2 separate regions of the Mus musculus genome follow, and region 2 is linked to region 1. The links are chromatin contacts, called in public HiCAR-type maps. All regions are on one chromosome and are shown on one strand. Each heading gives the region's core, a stretch centred on a gene start, on an enhancer-like site or on the middle of the called end of the contact. The rest is flanking DNA. Distances are from core to core; before and after follow the strand shown.

Region 1 (4,754 bases), core at 1,520-4,019:
CTTGGGAGGCAGAGACAGGTGGATTTCTGAGTTTGAGACCAGCCTGGTCTACAAAGTGAGTGCCAGGATAGCCAGAGCTATACAGAGAAACCCTGTCTGGAAAAAACCAATCAACCAACCAAACAAACAAAAACCCAACAACAAAAAACAAACAAACAAAAGTCAACCAAACAAACAAAAAAACCCGCTAGCCACGGGGCTGGGATATGACTCAGTGGTTAAGAGCATTGACTGTTCTTCTAGAGGTCCTGAGTTCAATTCCTGGCAACCACATGGTGGCTCACAACAACCTGATGTCCTTTCCTAGTGTATCTGAAGACAGCTACAGTGTACTCATATAAATAAATAAGTCTTAAAAAAAAGAAGAAGAAGAAGAAGAAGAAGAGTGCTCAGCGGTTAAGAGCACTGACTGCTCTTCTGAAGGTCCTGAGTTCAAATCCCAGCAACCACATGGTGACTCACAACCATTCGTAATGAGATCTGGTGCCTTCTTCTGGTGCATCTGAAGACAACTACAGTGTCCTTAGATGTAATAATAAATAAATCTTAAAAACCAAAAGGCCCCAGAAGCTAGTTATATTAGATGCACTCATCAGTATTAATTTGGCTTCTTTGGAAGCACAGTGTGTTAAGCATTGGAAAGCAATCAAGAATTCACTACAGTGTTACACTAAGTGAGGCCTTCAGAGGCACCTGCTCCAGGCTATCAAAGAAGAACTATTAATGTTAAGATGCAAAGAAAATGGAGACTTTTTCCTGGTGACATCCATGTTCAATGCCTGTGTGGTAACAGGATATCCTGTGGCCTTTGACCCTGATTCTGATCTGGTTTTCTTTTCTTCTTTTTTAAAATATTTTTTAATCTTTAATTTTTATTTTATGTCCTCTGATGAGTGTATGGGATTGTGGAATCCCTCAGAGCTGGAGTTTATAGACAGGCATGAACTGCCATGTACGTGTTGAGAATTGAACCCAGGACCTCTGGAAGAACAGCCAGTGCACTTAACCACTGAGCCATCTCTCTAGGCCCTGGTTTTCTTTTCTCTTTACTGATTTTGGCCGTGGGTCCAGCCACCCTGTCTCCTGCCCTCCCCCTTTACATCCTATAGCCCAACCAGTGTTTCCTAATGTTGTTTAATAACTTTTCAAGCTTTTCAGTTCATATTGGCCAAAGCAAGTTCTTCTATATATAATTAGGAGCCCAGATGATGGGCCAACCCAAACTTACCTTGATTTGACTTTGAGGCTGCCAGTAGCAAGCAGCCCCCTAAAGACAGAACAATAAAGCAAAGGAAAACAAAGACAAAATCACCACAATTAGAGAGCTGGTGAGCCTGATGTCGGTGAGGGCAGAGGTGGATGGGAGGTTGAAGACAGAAGTGTATTAGTTCAAGTATAATAAGCTACATATACAGATGAGACAAGAATGGGGTTCCCTGCCGAACACAGATCATTTCTCAGGCTCCTGGCAGAAATAATAGCCAAAGGGGGCTTAATATGAACTGGGAGATGATGGGGAGTAACCTCACTGGAGGGACAGAGGGTGCTAAGCTTCCGGGAAACACTCAGGGAAGTAGAGGCAGAAAGTAGTGCTCATGGAGTATGAGTGTTGGGAGTATGTGACACCCAGGATACAAGATGGACAGCAGGAAGTCACTCCGGAAAGAGGCCACAGCCAGGTGACACACTCCTTGCTCTTGTTTGGGAGCTTGGTGTGTTCTCTCATGGCACAAAAGGAAAAGATTTTTGGATGCCAATCAGAAAAGCTGAACTCTCAAAGGAGCCCTGGAATCCCCCAAACAAAACAAAGCAAATAGACAAGCAAACAGCGTCTAACTGGGGAGTGAAGTTCCTTCAGCTGGTAGATTAGGCAGGCACCCCGACTGGTCTGGTACAGGCCTGGTCCTGCTGCCAGCCACAGCTCTCTTCACAAGTTTTGCTCTTTGTGCTGGCTCAGGTAGATGCCACTGCAGGTCTGTTCTTCCTTCTGTTTTGGCCTGTGAGTTCACAGCTAAGCCAGAATGCCTGGGCCTGGCCACATGGTGAGGGCTGTCAGACAATCCCCACCCAGACCATTCTGCCAGCTCAGCCCCGGGATGGCTTCCATTTCCATTGCCCACCACAGAGCGCTGCACCTCTTGGTTAATAGTCTGAGGCTGGCATGACCTTGCCCTTAGAGTTTGGGCACAGAAGGACACCTGTCTTGAAATAAGTATTGGGGAATCAAGGCAGGCACACACCCCACTCCAAAAGGTAGCCTGCCTTGGGCGGCCGTGACTCTTGACAGCCTCTGTTGTCTCCCTTCTCAAAACGGAACTGAGATTTTGGTTTCACAAGATATCACACTTTCCCATCATTGGGGAAATCTGCGACATAACAAATCCCCTTCCTCATTAGTGATATTTACCTCCAAATGCCAGGAAGGCAGATGGACGCACATAGGTAATTCCACTCCGATCTGCAAGATCTCAGAACTAGGCCTGCCTCGCACAGGGACGCTAAGCCTCTGTCCAGTTCTAAGTGGAGATTCAACACCATTCTTAATTAAGTTCTTCCTAACCACCAGCGCCAGGTGTGCGCTTCAGCGGGTCTGTGCTAACGCCAGCCTCCGCGCTTTCCAGGCAGATGTGCCTTGCGCTCAGCCAGGACCGGGAAGCCCCCCTCCCGAGGCCCGCCGCCCCCCTTCGCTGCAGAAGCGCTGCCAGGAAGGTCACGTCCAAGGCTCACCCACCCAACCCTGCAAGTATAAAAGAAGAGAGAAGAGCGACAGGGACCAAACGGGAGGCGACGGAAGAGAAAAGAGGTTAAGAGCAGTGACTAAGAGAGGCCACTGAACATCTTTGTCCCCAGAGAGCTGCCTTTCCGCGACAGGTAAGGGTGTCTCAGCTCTGGACAGCTCCCTTACTCTGAGCTCTGACCCCGGACCTTGGGATCCTCAGCAGACTGGCGTTCTGGTTTGTAGCGGACCTGACCTCTTCTCAAACTTCTGAGATGGGAGAGAGCTGAGCCCGGATGATGGGTTGACAGACTGCTCCAGAGAGCAGGTGGTTTGGCGACTCCATCTGGGGATGGTCCCAGAGTCCGCATGGAGGAATGAAGTGTTGGGAGGCTTAGGATTGTCTTAGACTCCGACTGGCCCCTGGGGAGATTTTGGGAGAGTTCCCCTTTAGGCTTCTCCTTCCGATTGTTTGGACTTGTATATCTTCTTTAAGGCAGGAGACTGAACATGTTGGAAAGATAGCGGGAGAGAAAGCCGAGTCACAATAAACTCCTAATGGTGGAGTTCATTTGTTGTTGCTGTAGACGTCCAAACCCTCGTTTCTCTGCGCATCTTAGCAGATCTGGGGTGGTTGCATTGTGATAATTACGTGGGTTATAGGACAGGACGGTAAGTAGGTTCTTGTCTTCAAGATCCAGCTCAGATTTAAAAACAGGGTGTGGGAGGGAACTGTCCAAGGTTCTGAAATACTCCGTCTACTTTCGGAAGCCTTTATAAAACTGTGGGGGCGTTGCAGCAATTTGTAAGGACCCATACTCAGGTAAAGGACATTTCAAATGGAGAGAAAGATTCCCTCAAGTTTTCCATGTATAAATCATGGGAAGCTTTCACAGAATGGCTGGAAGGAGTTAAGTAAAATGAAAAGAAGTTTGTCAATGTATAAAGTAAGTGCAGATTGTTTCCTTTGGGTCTTATAGAAGTTGAAGCAAACGCACTGTGTATGGATGAAGCCGCATCTCTGTGCCTCTCAGATTTATACACAGCTTGTCGCAGTCACTCTGAGAGCAGAACATATAAGCTCTACTGAGTTCAGAGACTTTTCTGGGGCCCTAATAAGCGCAGTTCTGTCAAAATGAATAAACCACAACCTTCTGTCTTCCAGAGATGTTAATGACTGGAACCTGACACTCTCCTATCTATGAAAAGCACAGCATTTGACATTTCCCTCAATACTTTTGATTAAAAAAAAAAAGAGGCACAAATAAGACATTTGTTTCATTGTAAGAAAAGGGAGAAATACAAATAAAATGCTCTAGGAGTGGGGCATAAGAATTTCAGCACACAGTGGGTGGGCTAGGAAGAGAAGGCACAATTTTGAAGGCCTGAAATCTCAACTGTGGCTCCTTCAAAGATGGTCACACAACTTTCAGGACAATGGAAACTTAGTGAGAGGACTTGCATGATCTTACTTTTCTTTACTAATATGTTTTCATGCTATTTATCATTTTTTATGCTTTCCTATCTGGGGGAATTTTGTGATCTCAGCATTTTGAGCTAATTTGCTCCAGTCTGAGCCTGAGCCCCAGCAATGGTGAACAAGGTTGCTTCTAGGCTGAGGTACGGACCACATAGTTCAATGACTGCTAGCGCCTACTAATGGTTGTTCTGAAAAAGACACTCAGAGCTTGCAGGAAAAACCAGCTCTAGAAGAATGGTGCAGGGGTGGAGCAGAGAGGAGAAAGAGATTCTTGAAGGAAGACTTTCACTTCCAAATCCTCCCTTTCAAAAATAGAGGTTTGGCTCCCGTCTTTATTTTCTGTCATATTCATCTTAAAATGCAAATGTTCATCAGGGGTAACAGACACTTAAGTCATTTACATCTTTTTTAAAATTATTACATTTTATTTTATTTTATTTTTTTCAGGTCAGGGTATTTCTGTGTAACCCTAGCTGTTCTGGAATTTTTTCTGTAGACCAGGCTGGTCTTGAACTCAGAGATCCTCCTGCCTCTATTTCCTGGGTGCTGGGATTAAAG
Region 2 (4,754 bases), core at 1,649-4,148, 600 kb after region 1:
ATAAAGTGGAAAAGAAATTAAGAAATATGTGAAGTGTCAATATCTTGCTTCTAGAGGTGTGTTTGCACACGTGGCACACACAAAACAATATAAAAATAAAATTTTAGTTTATTTTTTCAAAAACAATTTTTTATTAGTTTCTTCATTTATATTTCAAATGCTATCCTGAAAGTCCCCTATACCCTCCTAGTTTATTTTTAATAAATATTAATATAAATAAAATATAACAAAGGGTAAATAATAAAAGGTAAATAAATGGGAGATCTGTATCTATAGTTCTATTCTTTTCTTTCTTTCTTTCTTTTTTATGTTTTTAAAGAAATAACTACCATGGTCTGCAGAGAAGGCTCAGCAGTTAAGAGCGCCGAATCTGGCAGGGCCTTGGTAGGGACAGAATGACTAGGCTCCTGCCCCTGCGATGGGGCAAGCAGGCCTGGGCCTCCAAGAGTGTTGATGGGTGCTGTGGGCAGAGGGCTTGTTTGCATATAATGTACACATTTTACATTCCTCCTTTAAGGAATGTCTTCCCTGTTGATGTTAATGACTCCATGATAATCTGGGAGGTGAAGGAGTGGCTAACGTCTCAGCAGAATGGTAAAGGCTAGGACCTGCAAGGACAGCCCTTAAGGCTGTGGAAAAGAATTCTAAAACCGTATGTTCAATACATATATATATATATATATATATATATATATATATATATATAATCTCTCAACTATGTAAAAAAATAAGGATGTGATATGAATATGAATTATATGAAGGGCTTCATGAATCTAAAGGGACAGAGGCAGATGCACTAAGAGCCAGCTTGTCAGAAAGATACTAAGGAAGGAGGCAAGGAGACTTGGTGGTCACAGGAGATCTCACGCAGCCTAGAGGTGGGTTTGTTTGTTTGTTTGGTTGGTTGGTTTTGGTGTTTGGTTTTTTTGAGACTGGGTTTCTCTGTATAGCCCTGGCTGTCCTGGAACTCACTCTGTAGACCAGGCTGGCCTCGAACTCAGAAATCCGCCTGCCTCTGCCTTCCAAGTGCTGGGACTAAAGGCGTGCGCCACCACCGCTGCCAGGCTAGGTTTTTTTAATCTATGCTGACAAAAGACAGACAGATTCCCGAGTTCAGGATCAGTTTGGGATGGAGCCAGGTTAGGCGTTGTAGTAGAAATGGTAATTCCGGGGCGTGGTCCCACCATCTGCATCTGTGCTTATAAGAGGCAGAAGATCTCTGAATTCTTTTGCAATGTTAAAAGGAAATGTGTGCTTGCAGTTCCTAAGAATTGAGGTTTAGGGCTGCAGGATGCAGATTCACAGGATAATCAAAAGGAAGCCTCAAGTGAAAGACTGGATTGATGTGCAAAAGACAAGACTGGGCTTCTGTTCTCCAGGAGAGGAGCTATTCTGAGAATTTTTTAGAATAGCAAGAGAGGGAGGGGAAACTAGGAAAGGGGATAACATTTGAAATGTAAATAAAGAAAAAAAGAAAAAGAACTGCTTGGAGAACTGTCTCCAGGAGAACCTAGGGAGAACTTTCAGGAGATCTCCTGAGAGGGCAGAGAGAAAGAAAGAACAGAGAGAAAGCAGGCTGGAAAGCTGTCTCTAGCAGAGCATTGGCCACTAGCTTGGGACCCACAGTTTGACTTCAGAACCCCTCTCCAAGCCCAGGCCGGCCCTTGTCATAAGAGCACTTCCTGACCTTGCGGAGGCGTGGGGTTAAGTTCTTGGCATCCACTTTGATGGCTCACAACCATCTGTAACCTCATTTCCAGGGGATCCCTAACCTTCTTCCAAGCTCTCAGAGCACCAGCCACAGATGTGGTCAGGCACACACATGCAGGCAGCCTACACATAAGGTAAATATGTCTAAATAGGAATTGGAAGAGAAATAAGTACTATTCTAAATTTTATGTTATCTTTGAATTCTTAGGGCTTAAGCATCTTATATATTTATAGTTTTACATCCTTTACATTTCATTTGGATGAAATAATATAATATGTACTCTGTGACTTGCCTCCTCTCATTCAACATTATATTCCTGAGATTTGCTGGTGCTGTTGTAGCTTCACTGTTAAATAGTATTCCATTCTATGCTGTAATCCATCATTCAACTACTGCTGGACCCTGGTGCTGCTTCTAATATTATGCTATTATAATTAGTGCCACTGTCACTGGGGACATAGCTTAGTGATAGAGTGCTTACTTAGCATTCGCAAAGGCCCTAGGGGCAATTCCCAGCACAATCAAAGTAAAACAGTCCCACTGAATTGGTTTGTTCTTTTGAGAGTTTCTCTAGGATGTGGCGTTGTTACATCACCTTCTGCTTGACTAGCTAGCGGATGCTGTCTTTCCAGTTATTGTCTCATTTTAGTACTCCCACTGGCAGGGCATTAAGAGTTTTTATTTCTCCACATAATTGACAAAATTCAGTATTATTGATAGTTTGCTTAATGTAAACTTGTACCTCTTTTTTCACTTTTTTGGGAGATGGGGGTCTCACTATGGCACCCAAGCTGGCCTGGAACTCACTAGCCTCAAGCCCCAGTCTTCCAAGTAGATACAACTACGGACACCTGTACCCAGTTACAATCAGGTCTCTTTTCTTCTCCTTCTCCTCCTCTTCCTCCTCCTCTTCCTCCTCCTCCTCCTTCCTCCTCCTCCTTCTTCTTTTTAAAGATTTATTTTATTTATATGAGCACACCATTGCTTTCTTCAGACACACCAGAAGAGGACACCAGATCCCATTAAAGATGGTTGTGAGCCACCACCATGTGGTTGCCAGGAATTGAAGTCAGGACTTCTGGAAGAGCAGTCGGTGCTCTTAACCTCAGAGCCATCTCTCCAGCCCTACATGTCTTAGTGTATCATTCCGCTGTGGTTAAATGTAGCTGAGCATTTCTCCTTGTTGCATTCCTTTCTCCTGGGAGCGTGCCAGTCAGCATTCAGGAATGTGCTAAACTTGGAAAGAGGAAAGGTTACTTTGTCTCAGTTTTGGAGGTTTCAGTCCTTTGCTGATTGGCTCTGCTGTTCTGGGCCTGTGCTAACACACAATGGTACAAACTACAGAAGAAGCACCGTCACTTCATGGCAAAGAGCAAAGGGAACCACATAAATGGAGGGAGCCCTTGATCTGTGCTTATATGCACACTGTACGCAAGTGAGCGAGCACACACAGACACACACACACACACACACACACATAAACGGAGGGAGAGGGAGCAAGAGTTAGCACCTCAGGAAGTGCTGGTTTCCCTTCTCGATGCTGTGTAGTGATGAGGCCTAGCTGCAGCCGGGGATTGATTGAACACACAGATGAAGACAACTGTAAGGAGGAAAAGAGAGCCAGAGTCCCTGAATTAAGTTAATCTCAAATCCGAATTTTTTCTTTTTTTTCTGGTTCTCTAAACTAATACTATGTTGTTTAAGTCAGAGTTTGGTAGTTCATTTGAAGGAAAATAAAAGTCTATGATACTATTTCCTTGATGGCCTCCTTCAAATCTATCATGCCAGTTAGGAGAGTCCTCCGTAAAGACACAGTTGTAGGGGTCCCAACAGTTTGGCCTGGTCAATCAGTTCCTGCAGTGTTGAAAGCAGAATAGGGTTTATTTTCAGTGTAGATGTACCAGCGACAATAAAGAGTCTAGTGACCTAAAATCTGTCTTTGAGGTGTAAGCAACAGCTCTGTGGCTATATATAGGGAGCGCCAAAGTCGAGGATTTATATAGCTAGTAATCCTGGGGAGACTGTGGTCTGGTTGGTTATTAGCCTGGGACTGGCCAGTGCCACGGAAGTCACTGCTGCTTGGGAGGCGGTTTCCATTTCTGTCAGATCTGTGATCCTAGGATTTAAGATAAAGCAGGGGAAGAGAGTAACTCAGAGAACAGGTCAGAGAGGGAGCCACACAGAATCAGGCCAGTGGCCGGGCCTTCTTCACTGTGTCTCTAGCAGAATCCTCTGGGTTTGTTACATATGAAGAATACCCTCGTTAGTGTGGTTTTAGTATTTTATTTTAAAAGCATGATTTAACTGTGGGAGTTATTGGCTCAGATGTTATAATCTTTTCATTGTAGTTTTGGAGACTGAACCCAGGGCTTCACACATGCCAGAAGAGCCCTCCTCCAGTGAGTTACACCTCGTGGGTTTGTCATATACAAGTTTTTAACACTGACATGCTCAATTCCTCTGTGAGTTCTCATTTTATCATTTATTGTATAGTTGGTGCCTGGAGCCTAGAAGGGTTTGGATACCATGTATTCCATGATGGCCTTGAACTCTCTGACCCTCCAGCTTCCATCTCTGAAGTGTTGGTATTTGTCTTAGATTAGGTTTCACTGCTATAAAGAAACACCCCATGAGCACAGCAACTCTTATAAAGAAAACATTAATTGGGGCTGGCTTACAGTTTCAGAAGCTTAGTGTTATCATCATGCAGGAAGCATGGCAGCATGCAGGAAGACAGTGCTGGAGGAGCCTAGAGTTCTACATCCTGATCTGTAGGCAGCAGCAGGAGACTATGTGCCACACTGGGTGTAACTTGAGCATATGAGACCTCAAAACCTGCCCCCACAATGACACACTTCCTCCAACAAGGCCACATCTACTCGATAAGGTCATGCCTCCTAATAGTGCCACTCCCTATGGCCAAGCATACAAACACATGAGTCTGTGGGGGCCATACCTATTCAAACTACCACAGTATTATATGTGTTTGCTACCATACCTGACTCCTTGTAACAGTTTTTTAATCTAAAAGCATTTGTACCTG

Evidence for each region. HiCAR-type assays count read pairs that join an accessible place to other places.
Region 2: a contact with region 1 is called in a HiCAR-type map of embryonic stem cells, with 4 times the contacts expected there. The contact joins the enhancer-like site here to the promoter of Pomc in region 1. A contact is called at or near these places in 11 of 39 promoter capture datasets (the 3T3-L1 cell line, 3T3-L1-derived adipocytes, the C10 cell line and 6 more), 2 of 484 Hi-C or Micro-C datasets (cardiomyocytes and embryonic stem cells), 6 of 115 datasets of contacts at active chromatin or transcription factors (all in embryonic stem cells) and 1 of 9 other capture datasets (liver).

Annotation. Positions count from the first base shown.
Region 1 is chr12:3,952,176-3,956,929 of GRCm38.p6, forward strand. It overlaps Pomc (pro-opiomelanocortin-alpha), which reads left to right and starts at 2,770. Exons shown (of 3, transcript NM_001278584.1): 1 at 2,770-2,871. RefSeq lists promoters at 2,272-2,744, 2,346-2,857 and a cis regulatory region at 2,592-2,603.
Region 2 is chr12:4,555,918-4,560,671 of GRCm38.p6, forward strand. The region is part of intron 1 of Gm46332 (a long non-coding RNA gene); the gene reads right to left. Among named protein-coding and RNA genes, the nearest start is that of Gm46332, 11 kb to the right of the region's middle. Within about 2 kb of position 2,899, at least 88 of the 459 cell types and tissues checked have an H3K27ac peak or open chromatin away from gene starts, as enhancers often do. A contact at or near this core is called in embryonic stem cells, where this site is marked.